Regions from separate parts of the Zea mays genome. Here all the other regions are linked to region 3. A link is a contact called in public Hi-C data. All regions are on one chromosome and are shown on one strand. The core of a region is the stretch at or near the end of the contact, and the rest is flanking DNA. Distances in the headings are between cores, read along the strand shown. Region 1 holds the start of LOC103632028 (DNA (cytosine-5)-methyltransferase 1B). Region 2 holds the start of LOC100284611. Region 3 holds the start of LOC541964 (histone H1-like protein).

The links. A called contact is a pair of places that touch in the nucleus more often than the background predicts.
Region 1: a Hi-C map of ear shows a contact between it and region 3, with 2.1 times the contacts expected there. The contact joins the promoter of LOC103632028 here to the promoter of LOC541964 in region 3. A contact is called at or near these places in 5 of 25 Hi-C or Micro-C datasets (ear, endosperm, leaf and 1 more).
Region 2: a Hi-C map of leaf shows a contact between it and region 3, with 5 times the contacts expected there. The contact joins the promoter of LOC100284611 here to the promoter of LOC541964 in region 3. A contact is called at or near these places in 2 of 25 Hi-C or Micro-C datasets (leaf and tassel).

What each region holds. Positions count from the first base shown.
Region 1 is chr7:11,338,960-11,342,807 of Zm-B73-REFERENCE-NAM-5.0, reverse strand. It overlaps LOC103632028 (DNA (cytosine-5)-methyltransferase 1B), which reads right to left and starts at 1,673. Exons shown (of 14, transcript XM_020540918.1): 1 at 1,303-1,673; 2 at 1-15. It also overlaps a transcript of LOC542082 not described here.
Region 2 is chr7:11,895,813-11,899,823 of Zm-B73-REFERENCE-NAM-5.0, reverse strand. LOC100284611 reads right to left here and starts at 1,440. Exons shown (of 7, transcript NM_001157506.2): 1 at 1,038-1,440.
Region 3 is chr7:11,632,152-11,636,105 of Zm-B73-REFERENCE-NAM-5.0, reverse strand. LOC541964 (histone H1-like protein) reads right to left here and starts at 2,269. Exons shown (of 2, transcript NM_001111618.2): 1 at 2,023-2,269; 2 at 1,066-1,863. The coding sequence starts at 2,202. The coding sequence ends at 1,309.

The DNA.
Region 1 (3,848 bases), core at 424-2,923, 290 kb after region 3:
AAAAATCTGCTGCTCCTGCAGTGCAGTAACATTACAATATCAAAAGTAGTGCACTGTACACTAGGATAAATATCTACTTAACCGTACACTAGGAGATAACAAATAAGGCAAAAGCAGCCTACGCTATTAGTGAGGAAGACATAATGGGCGAAAGGTTAATCAATGCAGTGCAAACCTCCACTCAACAGCTCCAAAATATCTATTCCTAGACTTCTAGGAAGAATATACCAGACAAGTGAAAAGGACTTTAAGGTTTATAAAAGAATTACAGATAGCAGCCACTGCCAGAAGGAGCGTTAGACTCACACAGATTTAAGACCTGTACGAACATGAGGCAATGGCAACCCCAAACATGAAGAATTACAGGCACTCTAGCCCCTTTGGCAGCAAGGGTGTTGAAAGGGCTAAATCTGCTTGCCGCTCAAAATGGAATAACAGGATCTTATCCACCCCATTCCCAATGCTCCCAAGTATGTCCTAAAACAAAGCATTCCCTGCCCCTGGACTTCCACCCAACCATCCCAAAAATTGTTTCCAAACAATCTCGTATTTCCTACTTATTACCAGTAGTGGCAGTTGTGAACTTCACAAACTTAAGCATATGGAAACCCAGGGCCCTACACCCAAGAACCACGAATACTCTTTACAAATCTCCAGAGCTCACGCCAGAAACAACAGTGTGAGATGCGGAGGGGGGACTGGAGCAAAGATTATCAAAAAAGAGAACACGCACGAGTGCACGACTCCCGAGGCAACAGGCGCACCAACCCTCTTCAGTGCTCTCATCCTGAATCCACGGAATCATAACTCCTCAGTCCTCACTATGGTAGTAACGGAAAGGGGAAAGCGCAGCAAACGATGTGCTTCCGCTTGCTAATCCAGCCCCAAAATCCTGCATAAATCCTCACAAATTGAACTGCCAAGGGGCGAAATCTTGCACTACCGCGACACAAAAGTCGTCCAAAATCGCAACAGCGACACCTAAAATAACAATACTATACGAAACTCACTAAGATGAAGCTGAAGAACACTCCGACGGAAATCTCGAAGGTGAGACCGCTCGAATCCCCGCTCAAATCGCCACATAAGCACAAGCAGCAGCAAAGCGGATCCGGAAGCTAATCCTCCGAAATGGCTAAGCCCCCACCCGGACGGAGAACTCGAACGACGGAAGCGGCGGCGGCCGCCGCCGCACGGCTCACCACCGGGACCACGCGGATCCACTACTCGAGACCCCCAAAACTCAGCCGACAGCCCCGACCAACAACGAAGGAAAGTAGCTGTGGAGGCGGGCGGACTTACGGACGCGGCGGCGCCGGGGCGGCACGGGAGGCGCGTGCGCGGGGGCCGGGGTGGAGCAACTCGACAAGCAGGCGGGCGGAAAGGGGGTCGAACCGAGGGGGTTTTGGACGAGAGGCGTTTTATAGCGCGCTCCGGTCAGGCTGTCATCCCGCGTTTGGGGTTTTGGTCTCGGCCTCTCGGCTGTGGCCGCGGCGGCGAGGCGAGGAGCACGTGGAGAGGCGGGGCTGGGCGGAGGCTTTTGGCGGGAAACGAGCGCGGGGGCCCCGAAAACCCAAAAAATTCCCGGTTCCCACGGGCGCGCTGGCCGCCACCCAAGCAGGGCCCCTTGCCGCTCCTGCTTCCCGGTTCTCTTTTTTGATAATCTTTGCTCCACCCCCACTCGGCCCCTCCCCCAGGCGTTCAAGCACGGCGCCCATGCCCTAGGCCCCAGACCCCTATTCGCAGGTCGCAGCAGCCGCCAACACCCAGATCCTAGACCACGCCGCCACCGCGCCACCGGAGTCCGGCGGCCAGCCACCGCCCCCGCCCACCCGCGTGCCAGCGAGCGCGAGCCGGCGAGTCCCTGGTTCCCTGCGCGTGCGAGACCAGAGATCCAGGCAGCGGACGAGCCCTGTCCGTCCCCAGCCATCAGCGACCAGCTGGTGCCGGTCATCCCTGCTGCGACGAGCTGGTGCCGTGAAGCTGCCCTCCAGGCCTACAGATCCAGTAAGTTGCAAGCACGTCGCCCTGCGACCTCGGGCTCGCCGACCAACGGTCCAAGTTTTGTGCCTTGCTGTTTTGTTCCTACGGTGTCCCTTTGTTCAGTTGTTGGTCGTGTGTGCTGCCCGTATCCCTACAACCATGCTGCTGCCTGGTGCTGCTGCCTTGAGCCGACCATGCAACACAACCGTGCTGGTGCTGGTGCTGCTGCTGTAAGCCTTGTAATGTTACAACTGTGTTGTCCATCAGTTTATGTCCAAGCGTTTGAAACTTTGAATTATGTGAACAGGGAACTAAACTAAATTTTACCTATTTTGTTTGAACTATTTGTATTGTGATGTGAACAATGATCATTACTTTTAATTGTTGTGATTTGAATTATGTGAACAATGAGCTAAAACTATAACTATACATGCATATCTTATAAACACATAATTGTACCTGTGGGTACTTGATATCCGCCTGATACCCGATGGGTACGAGTACAAGATTTTACCCGCGGGTATGTTCGCGGGCGGGTATTTGTAATCCCGCGGGTATGGTCATGGGCGGGTAATTACTATACCCGACTCATTGCCATCCCTAGTTTCCTGCATTTATTTTATAGTTCTTTACGACTAACATTAAATTTACAGGGTGACATGGTGAAAACTCCGAGATCTCCTGTTACCACAGGTATTGTTCTTACTTACCTAATTTATTTGTTTTTGGATTACTTCAAGTTTTGGTAGCTTTAGTTCTCTCAATATTAAGGAATGCAATGTAATATATACTATTTTATTCCCAGTTGATTACACCTACTTCCACAAAAGTTCAAAATGTGCCCTTCATTGCAAAAACAAGTATACATTATATCTTTTGTGCCAAAGTTTGTAAATCATTACAATCTTCTCCCTTGTTGGAGCTGCTAGTGGTTTTGTGTATGTGTTATTTGCTCGTTATAGAAAGTGCTCTGTTGATTTTGTTTCTCTTTTGCTTGTGTTTGTGCATAGTTGTGGCAGTGAAATGACACAGGTTGGTGATGTGGTCGTCTCACATGGAATTTCCTTACATTGCTTGCCTTATCTTACTTGATTAGATCTAGCACTTATGGCCATTCTAGGTGCAGCAGGAGGCAATGACAAAGCTTCAAAGTGTGGTTGTGATATTGACAATGGTGAGGCTGGGCCATCATTGGTGGTGGTGGAGCAACAAGCACTAGCCACTTTGTAGCAAACATGTGGTCACTAGCATGGTCATTTGACTTAAACATTAACTAGACAATACACTGACGAATGAACCAGTGTAACATTTAAATGGAAGTTTATTATCACACATGCAGAGTATTGTGATGCAAATACATGTATGTTTCTTGCAACAACCACAAGGTAAATCACTTTTTTTAGGTACAAGGAACTTTTCTAAGGAATCTTTCTCAAAACTAATCTTTTATGCAATATCTTATACGACAAGAAAGAATTGACAACAAGATATAGCGAATACTCTGGTGTCTATTACGAAAGGGGAAAACTGTTGCAGTGGTATAAATTATGGATCACATAGATTTTTTAGATCCAAGCGTTAGCTTTTATGCCAAATCCTGCCATTGCACCTACAGCCTCTAATGTGGAAATAATCATATTTCAAAACACCAAGTGGGTAGAGGAAATGACAGTCGTTAAACCATACATAGTATTTTATTTTACTTATTAATAAATACTCAATTTGTATCCATCCATGTTCAAGTATCATACTACTCACCTATAATGAGAAACAAATCATTTAGATTGATCAAATACAATCTTATTTCAGGAATTTTATACATTGGTGGAAATTAGATTATTCAAGCTCATAATTCAACTCTGAAA
Region 2 (4,011 bases), core at 191-2,690, 260 kb before region 3:
CATTGTTGTAAACCTTGAGAGGCCAATTTGTTTGCTTGTTGACCTTCAATCGAAAGTTTCCAAATATATAAGTTTACTGAAATGCCAGCCTGGCAAACTCCTAAAAGATGAATCCCAACATAGCTCCAACTTGGCCATGTTCACGACAAGAGTTACATTCCGATTTCTTCAAACAATGCACAAAGCCACAATGTTTATTTGCATGTTCAAGATTGCGGAGCGCATTTATCATGAACTTCACCAGGCAATAAACACCAGCAAAATTTGAATATTTTGTCGCATATACAAAACCCGCCAGAAGAGATACAGGATTTGTAGCAGGAGCCCTTACATCATGGCCACTAAGACAAACTAATAAAACATTCACAGCGCATAGCTTAGAATCAGCAAACCCTAACAAATTTGAAAATTCTGCACGACGTGACATATGAAATATAAAATTGATCACCGCCAAGCTCAACGGCACAACTAGAAACACTAAAAAAAACTCGTCGCAATCATAGCACGCCCATTGGGCAACCATTGCACAAGAACAGGAGTGCACGACCTTGGATAATCGGTCAACACCTCTATTCGGCAATATATTTAAGGATCCACGTATAATGCCTTATCCAATGATTCGCAGCGAAGCCAATTCATTACCCAGTTAATGCCTTCCACGCAAGCTACAAACGGATACCGGCATTCCTAGCACCATTAGTTTAGAGAAAACCAGGCATTTGAGCTACCACGCGACGAGGAACCATTCATTCGAGAGCCGCGGGCTTTCCCACACCCACACGCGCGCGAAACCCTAATCCGCGTGTACCATCCCGAAACTCACCCGAAAATATAGCGCGAATCACCGAAACCATCCCCACGAATCTACCCAGCAAACCACCCGGATCCACCACGCAGCTCAGAAACCCAGGTGCAAGGCGCAACCACCGAAGCCAAGCCCCCCCCCCCCCCCCCCCCCCCCCCCCCCCCCACACACACACACACACAACGGCCAGCAGAACAGGATAACAGCAGAGGAGAGAAGGCAACGCCATTACATGTTCCCGGCCACCTTGCCGGGCAGATCCCAGCGCCGCCTCGCCGCGGCCTCGGGGTCCCCGCCCCCGCCGATGGCCTCCGCCGCGGCCGCCGTGGTGCCGGTCGGTCGGGACCGTCAGCTCCCCGCGCCGCGCACCTCCTGCTCCCGCCGACTGAGACAGCGGAGGCGGCCGCCGACCCCAACCCGCCTCGCTTCCCTCGCCCCAGCACCGGCCACCGCGCCTCGCTTCGCGCAGAGGAGAGCAGTCCTCTGCCTGCAGGCTGCGTGCGCTGCGCTCGTGTGTGTGTGTCTGGGCGCGGGGCGGTCGGCTGTTTGTGGGGGCGAGGCAGCGAGGGGGCGCGGTGGGCCCGGCGGTGAGGGTACCGCCCGGGGCCGCGGGCGGAGGTGAGGAGGGTGCGTCTGGGACAATGAGGTGTGAAGGTGAGGCCCGCGGCCCGAGGGTGCCGTGCAGCGACTGCGAGGGGGGGGGAGGCAGGGGCAGGGCCCCGGGCTGTGGATGATTTTTGACCAGCCACGTGGAAATTATAGGTTAGTTAGCGCAATTTTCTGTAATAATAATGGACAAAACTGTTGCCTGGGAGACAATGGACACGAGATTTCCCCTATTCTTACACTGTAACGTGATGATTATTATATATAGTGTTTCTTTGTTGCGAGGGAGATATATATTGTCTAGCGTGGAGTGAGCCTGATGCGTCAGCGGCAACGAAAACTGACGTCTCAACTTACTGGTAGTAGTGTTGCATGCCTGCGCTGCGTTGCATTCATTTTTTTGTGGTGGTTGCTGCGCAGTGCGCAGGACCATGCCACACTTGTGCGCTCGTGTGTTGTTCTTTTTTTTTAGGTGATGTGTCTCGTAGGTCCATCTGTGGTGCGTTCTGGCACATGGAAAGTGTTTTATTTTTGTCAAGTGTGCATGCTTGGCATCAAATTAAAACAAAGTTTTTATTATCTTCGCTAGTACATGTGCATCCAAAGGCAATGGTCGCTAGCATTATAATATACTCCCTCCTAGCATTTTAATTGATTCATACAATACCTAATATATGTGTTTTGTATATATATTTAGATTCGTAATTATTTGAGATCTTCTTAGCGGGTACGGGTTATCCGACGAGTAAAATTACCCGCGCGGAGGTATGGGTATGTGTAAGATTTTACATCCGCGAACGTATATAGGTAACTCGATGTGTATGATTTTTAGTTATGGGTACGTGTATGGAATGCTACTACCCAACTTACCATCTCTAGCTCCTGATGTCAAGGTTGGAGCCACTGTTAAGGATTTCGTGGGTAGTCGGCCTAACATGAGGCTAAGGCCCACTATATGGAGTCATGACCAGACCAGGCTCGCCTCCTGGCCTGGGTCACTGTCTCCATCAAGCACCATAAAGGGAGGAATCAACAACCTCATCTGTAGGTCTGTGATCCTGCTAATAGGACCTGGACCTCCTTGTGACCCATCGGATCCCCGAACAAAGGAGCCGGGAGGGAACATAAAGCCCCGGAGGAGAAGGCGCTCTCCGGTTACAACACCAAGTCTTCATAACGGCTCCGGGCATGAAAGATACAATCCAGACCTCAGGCCAGGTGAGGTTCAGAAGTCACTACGTGTCCAGGCAAGGGTTGTAGTAGCCCGGATCCCCTCAGGTATGGCTCGATCCCATGGTCAGGAAAGACTTGGGAAACAGTGTCACCACTTATCCCTAGGTCTGTCCCTCACCTAGGCAGGGGTCTGGTGCTAACACGTGGCCAGACGCCCCTAGTGTAAGCCATCAGACGATGTCTGATGAAAGCCTCTGACATAAGGGCCCACCAGCATTGAGTACATTTGGGACGCATACTTGCCCGCATAAGTAGCAGGTAGCGTGCCCCTTGCGTTAAATGCATGTTGCGTCTCAGGTCTATAACATGTTTATTTTACTGTTATCCGCACATTATCGAGGCAAGGACATTGATCCAATGCGTCGTTTGGGTGCGCTTCATTATGACTTCCATTGTGTCTCGTGTGTTACTAAGGTATGAAGGGGCGGACGAAGAAGACTAGACGACACCATCCATTACACTCTACGCACGACATCGTACCAGGCTACGCCGCAACCTACACCAAGGCATGTGCTCCGAATAGACGGGACAAGGTGGCAGGATAAGGACGTTCGAAGATCGTGCAGTACCCAAGAACGGGTACGAACTCAAGAAGACCTAGCATTGTCAGCGCTATCTAGTTGTTTACCGTTCCATATTGTAAACTCTCCTAGGCGCACCTGTCAGGGCCTGAACTCCCTGGTAATGTACCTTCCTTAGACTATAAAAGTGAGAGCACTCGCTTCGTGGTAGAGGGAGGTCAACTTAGACTCAGACCTTCAACTCCCCAGTACTCAAGCAATACAAACACAAAATAGATGTAGAGTAATACGCTCTGGCGACTTGAACCACTCTAAACCCTTATGTTCTTGTGTTCATCTAGAAGGTCGGGCAATCACCTAAGCCTACTCCTCATCCGAGGATTAGGGCGGGTGCACTCCGCCACCCGATCGGAGGATTCTCGCCTCCGACAATGCTCAACTAGTATATTACATTTATTAGAATTTTAATATACTTTTATGTAAAGGCAATAAAAATAATTAGAGGTATCAGATAGCCCAAGGCTTATATGCATCCCTGTCCATCGTATATATTGGCCAATAAGGATAAGATAGCATATCTTTCTTTGCTCCTTTAAAACACGAATTTCGTGCATCGTGCGTCACACATTTTTTTCTCCATTGTGTTTTCCATAATTCATTACCTTTTAGATGAGTCGTGAGAAAATACCAACACCAACATGATGTGAAGCCTAGGGTACGGTCGTCTTTGTGGGCGTGCGAGCTGTGCGTCCTCGCAGGGCCCAAAATCTACAATAATCCATATAGAGATTATAGATAGAAATATTATTTTTGCGTAAAATATTTGCTAAAATATACCCTAGAATC
Region 3 (3,954 bases), core at 1,020-3,519:
TAGATTTTTATCATGTTTATTTGTTTGCAAGAGACCAAGCGTGATCGGTTTGATCTCGATTTTATTTGCAAATTTTGCTCGCCCCCCTCTTTTGATCGTTTTGAGTTTATTCTTCTGTGGACGACTCGGGTGGATCCATTGTTATTGGAAAAGTTGCTATTCTGAGGAAAAGCTCATTTTCAAAAAATATATATATGCTGCTTCTTTAGAGTTCTATTCTTTGCATAATGGTGTTGTTTTGGATCCTAACAAATGTGAATGCCCCCTGTTCTCCGGTCGGTAAAAGAAAATGTCTTCTCTGGTTCAAAAATATTCAGATGGGCATTCAAAAAAAATGATTCAGATGTCGGGTTGAATTGACTAGTTGATCACGGGAGATTTTAATCTTCATAAAATCCCAGAGGATCAAAACAAGCTGGAGTTGATTATACTGAAATGTCTCTGTTCAATGATGCTATCAGTTATCTGAGCTTGGTTGAGCTACCTCTAAAATGGAGGTGATTTACATGGACTGATAAATAGTAGATACCTCTTCTTGAGCATTTTGGATTTGGATTGGTTCTTCGCATTTGGCTAGTTGGACAGTTTCTTATCCGACCTCAGATGTTGCTACGCTAAGCATGGAGACATCAGATCATGTGTCATGTCTTGTTTCTATAGGCACCTCAATACTGAAGGGACAGGTTTTTCATTTCGAAAAATAATGGTTAGAGCATGAAAGACTTTATATCGTAGGTTTAGGTTTAGGATGATTGGTTGATGGATTCTCAGCACTTCGAATGCAGCAAAGAATCTCACTACTGAATTTTTTACTTAGAAACTCTGATGCAGTTGACAATGAAACCGAAATGAGTCTCCTGCTATTCATTGTCCAGGGTAATCAATCTAACAATTGAACAAACAGAATCACATGAAAAGCAGAAACCAGAAGTCCGAACTTAATGCAATGCCAGGATTCTTCTAAATCCAACAAAATCAACCGATCCAACAATTTAAAAAACAGAAATCCAAACCAGATGCAACCAAAAAAATATTGACAACAATAAGCCAACAACCCGGGGATCATAGGATAGCAAAATACTATTATAGCTTAGCTTGTTCATAGAGACTGGAGGAGCATGACGGCTGATCACACGCGATCAACTATCCCAAGTTTTTACAGGCACAGAACTACCACCGACACTCATGCTGGAGCTACCGACGAATCTAGAGCTACTGACAATATTACGATTGGATCAAAATCCATGAAAGAGGGGAATCTATAGGCGGAATTGAGGGGGGGATCTCGCCAGCGACAAGGCAGGCAGACTACTTCTTGGCCTTCCTGGCCACGCCCTTCCTGGCCGGGGCGGCAGCAGCAGCAGCCTTCTTCGGGGTTGCCACCTTCTTAGGAGCCGCCGCTGCCTTTCCCTTCTTGGCAGGAGCAGCCGCCTTCTTGGCTGCCTTGGCGGGGGAGGCCTTGGCGGAGGTCTTGGCGACCTTGGGAGGGCGCCCGCGGGGCTTGGGCGACGCGGCGGCAGGAGCGACAGGCTTGGCCTTGGCCTTGGCCTTGGGTTTGGGCGACGCCGCCTTGGGCTTCGCAGCGGTCTTGGCCTTCGCCTTCGGCGAGGGCTTGGGCTTGGGCGCGGCCTTGGGTGCCTTGGGCTTGGCGGCCTTGGGCTTGGCGTCGGTGGCCGGCAGCTTGAAGGAGTTCTTCACCCTCGTCAGCTTGCCGGCGGCAGCGAGCTTCTTCAGCTGCACAGTGAGCTGCTTGCGGAAGTTGGTGGGGAGCTTGCCGCCATGCTTCCCCTCGACGTACTTGCTGATGGCCACCGAGCTCGACCCCTTCCTCTCCTTGAGGGCAGCGATCGCCTCTACAATCATCTGCAGCCAGACAGACCCAACAGGTTGCGTCTCAGATTCAATATCGAATTCGCGGACATGAACAGAACAGAGCGACAGAATCAATCCAACAGATTCCATAAGAGGAGACGATCCTAACGAAGCAACGAATCGGCTAGATCGCAACGGACTAAACCTCACCTCAGCGTAGGGAGGGTGCGCCGCCGGCTTCTTCGCCGCGGAAAGCTTCTTCTCCTTAGGCGCCTTCTTCTCCTTGGGCGCCTTCTTCGCCTTGGGCGCCTCGGCCACCTGGGCCGCCGGGACCTCCGCTGGCACCTCGGTCACCGGGACCTCAGCCACAACAGCCTCCTCCGTCGACATTGCGGATCACTACTACTCTCCCCAACCCTCTCCGGAACTACACTACACTACGCTGTTGTCGGCGGCGGAGGCGGTGGGTGATGACTGATGAGACAGGGAAGTGACGAGGAGGGCGTTTAAATAGCGGAGGCGGGTGGAAAGGCTCAGGGACGTAGCGCCGCGCTGCGATTGGCCGAGCGGGTTCGCACGCGGATCGCTGCCGCGCCGCGCCCAGATCCAACGGGCGGGGGGGACGCTCGCCCAGGCCCGTGGCTCGGGGGGGGGGGCGCTGGCGCGCGGCCCTGCTCCTGGGTGGACGCCACTAGCCTGTTGCATCTGTGCTTCTCCCCCGGATCCCCGAGCTCCTCTCTCGCGACGTGATCCACCGTTCGCCTTGAAACTCTCTGCGTTTGTAGGTCACTAAACTAGCTTTCAAATGCGGGTGGTCTCGTCTGATTTGGTCGAGAATTCAGGGAGAAATCGGGAGTTCGGTGAGGGCAGGTCTGCTTCGGGGGAATCTCCGTGCAGGTGTGCTTCTCCTCCGACTTTGGGGCGCCAGTTCTCCCGGCACGGCCAGCCGTTTCGGGCGAAATTTGGTGCGGGCATGGACCCCGAAACTGTCTTTCGAACGGGAGTGGTCGCGTTCGATTTGGTTCGGAATCGAGCGAGAGATTGCCGATCGAGTGGTGGCTGGTCCGGTGCGGCTGTCACGGTACAGCGTCAGTGTGCAACGGGCTCGTTTTTGCCGTGTACCGCAGCACATAGAGTGTGGTGGGTTCAGTTATGCACAGCTAACCAAAAAAAAAGGGTAGATCGAGGCCTGTCACGTATAGCATCTAGACACCGTTGTCAGGATCAAAGAAGTGGGATACTAGTGGCTTGTGCATTCAGCACGAAGGCAGAATAGTGATTGGGTTCTGTGAAGCATTGGATTTCACCTAGCTAGATCCCCCCCTTTTTTCCCCAATCATAAATGGATAATGGCAGCGTGAATTTAAATCGAAAACTGGTGCAAATGCAGAATGAAGATTACAAGAACTTCGTTCAAAAAGAGTTTCTTACTTTGGTCATGCTTGGCGAAGAGAGCGGGTTTTCATGGCAAAGCTGGCATTCCCTGCTCCTCATTGGATGCTCTCGTGTAACCATCATCTTTGAATCCTGCTTATTACTCCTGCCAAAGACGAGAATTTTCACCTAATTAGCATTTAGCAACAACGAATGTGGCATCGGCACACAAGTATATACTTTGTTAATGCGAGATCAAAGTAATGTTCAGATGTAAAAAAGAAAAAGAAATAAAGAAAAGCATCCATATTCCTTTCTAGAATGCTCGAGTCGAGTGAGTGATTAACCGGGCACATGGATATAGAATGTCGAAAGACCTTTTTAAATTGCTATACAAGCATGTTAGGTTCTGATGAAGTATGTAGTGCTCGTCAAAATAGGAGTCAATACTATTTCAAAATGCCAATGCCGAAAGATAGTGAGCACTGACACCATATAAAAAAGTTTAGGCATTCATGTAGGTGTCCTAGGAAACACATTCAAAAAATTTGTTCCTTTTTTCATATTATATTCATATTAACAAAACTTTTTGCTGCTTTTTAAAGCAGGCTAGAGTGACATGGGGAGATGATCTGAGAAAGTTGTGTTGTTTCCATATAGATTATTGTGTGAGGGAGGAAAGATGTAGTTAGACCGACCACACATAGCTATAGAGAGGGGAAAAAAGAAAAAAAATTGCAATTCAATTCTTGTCATTCCCCACTGTTG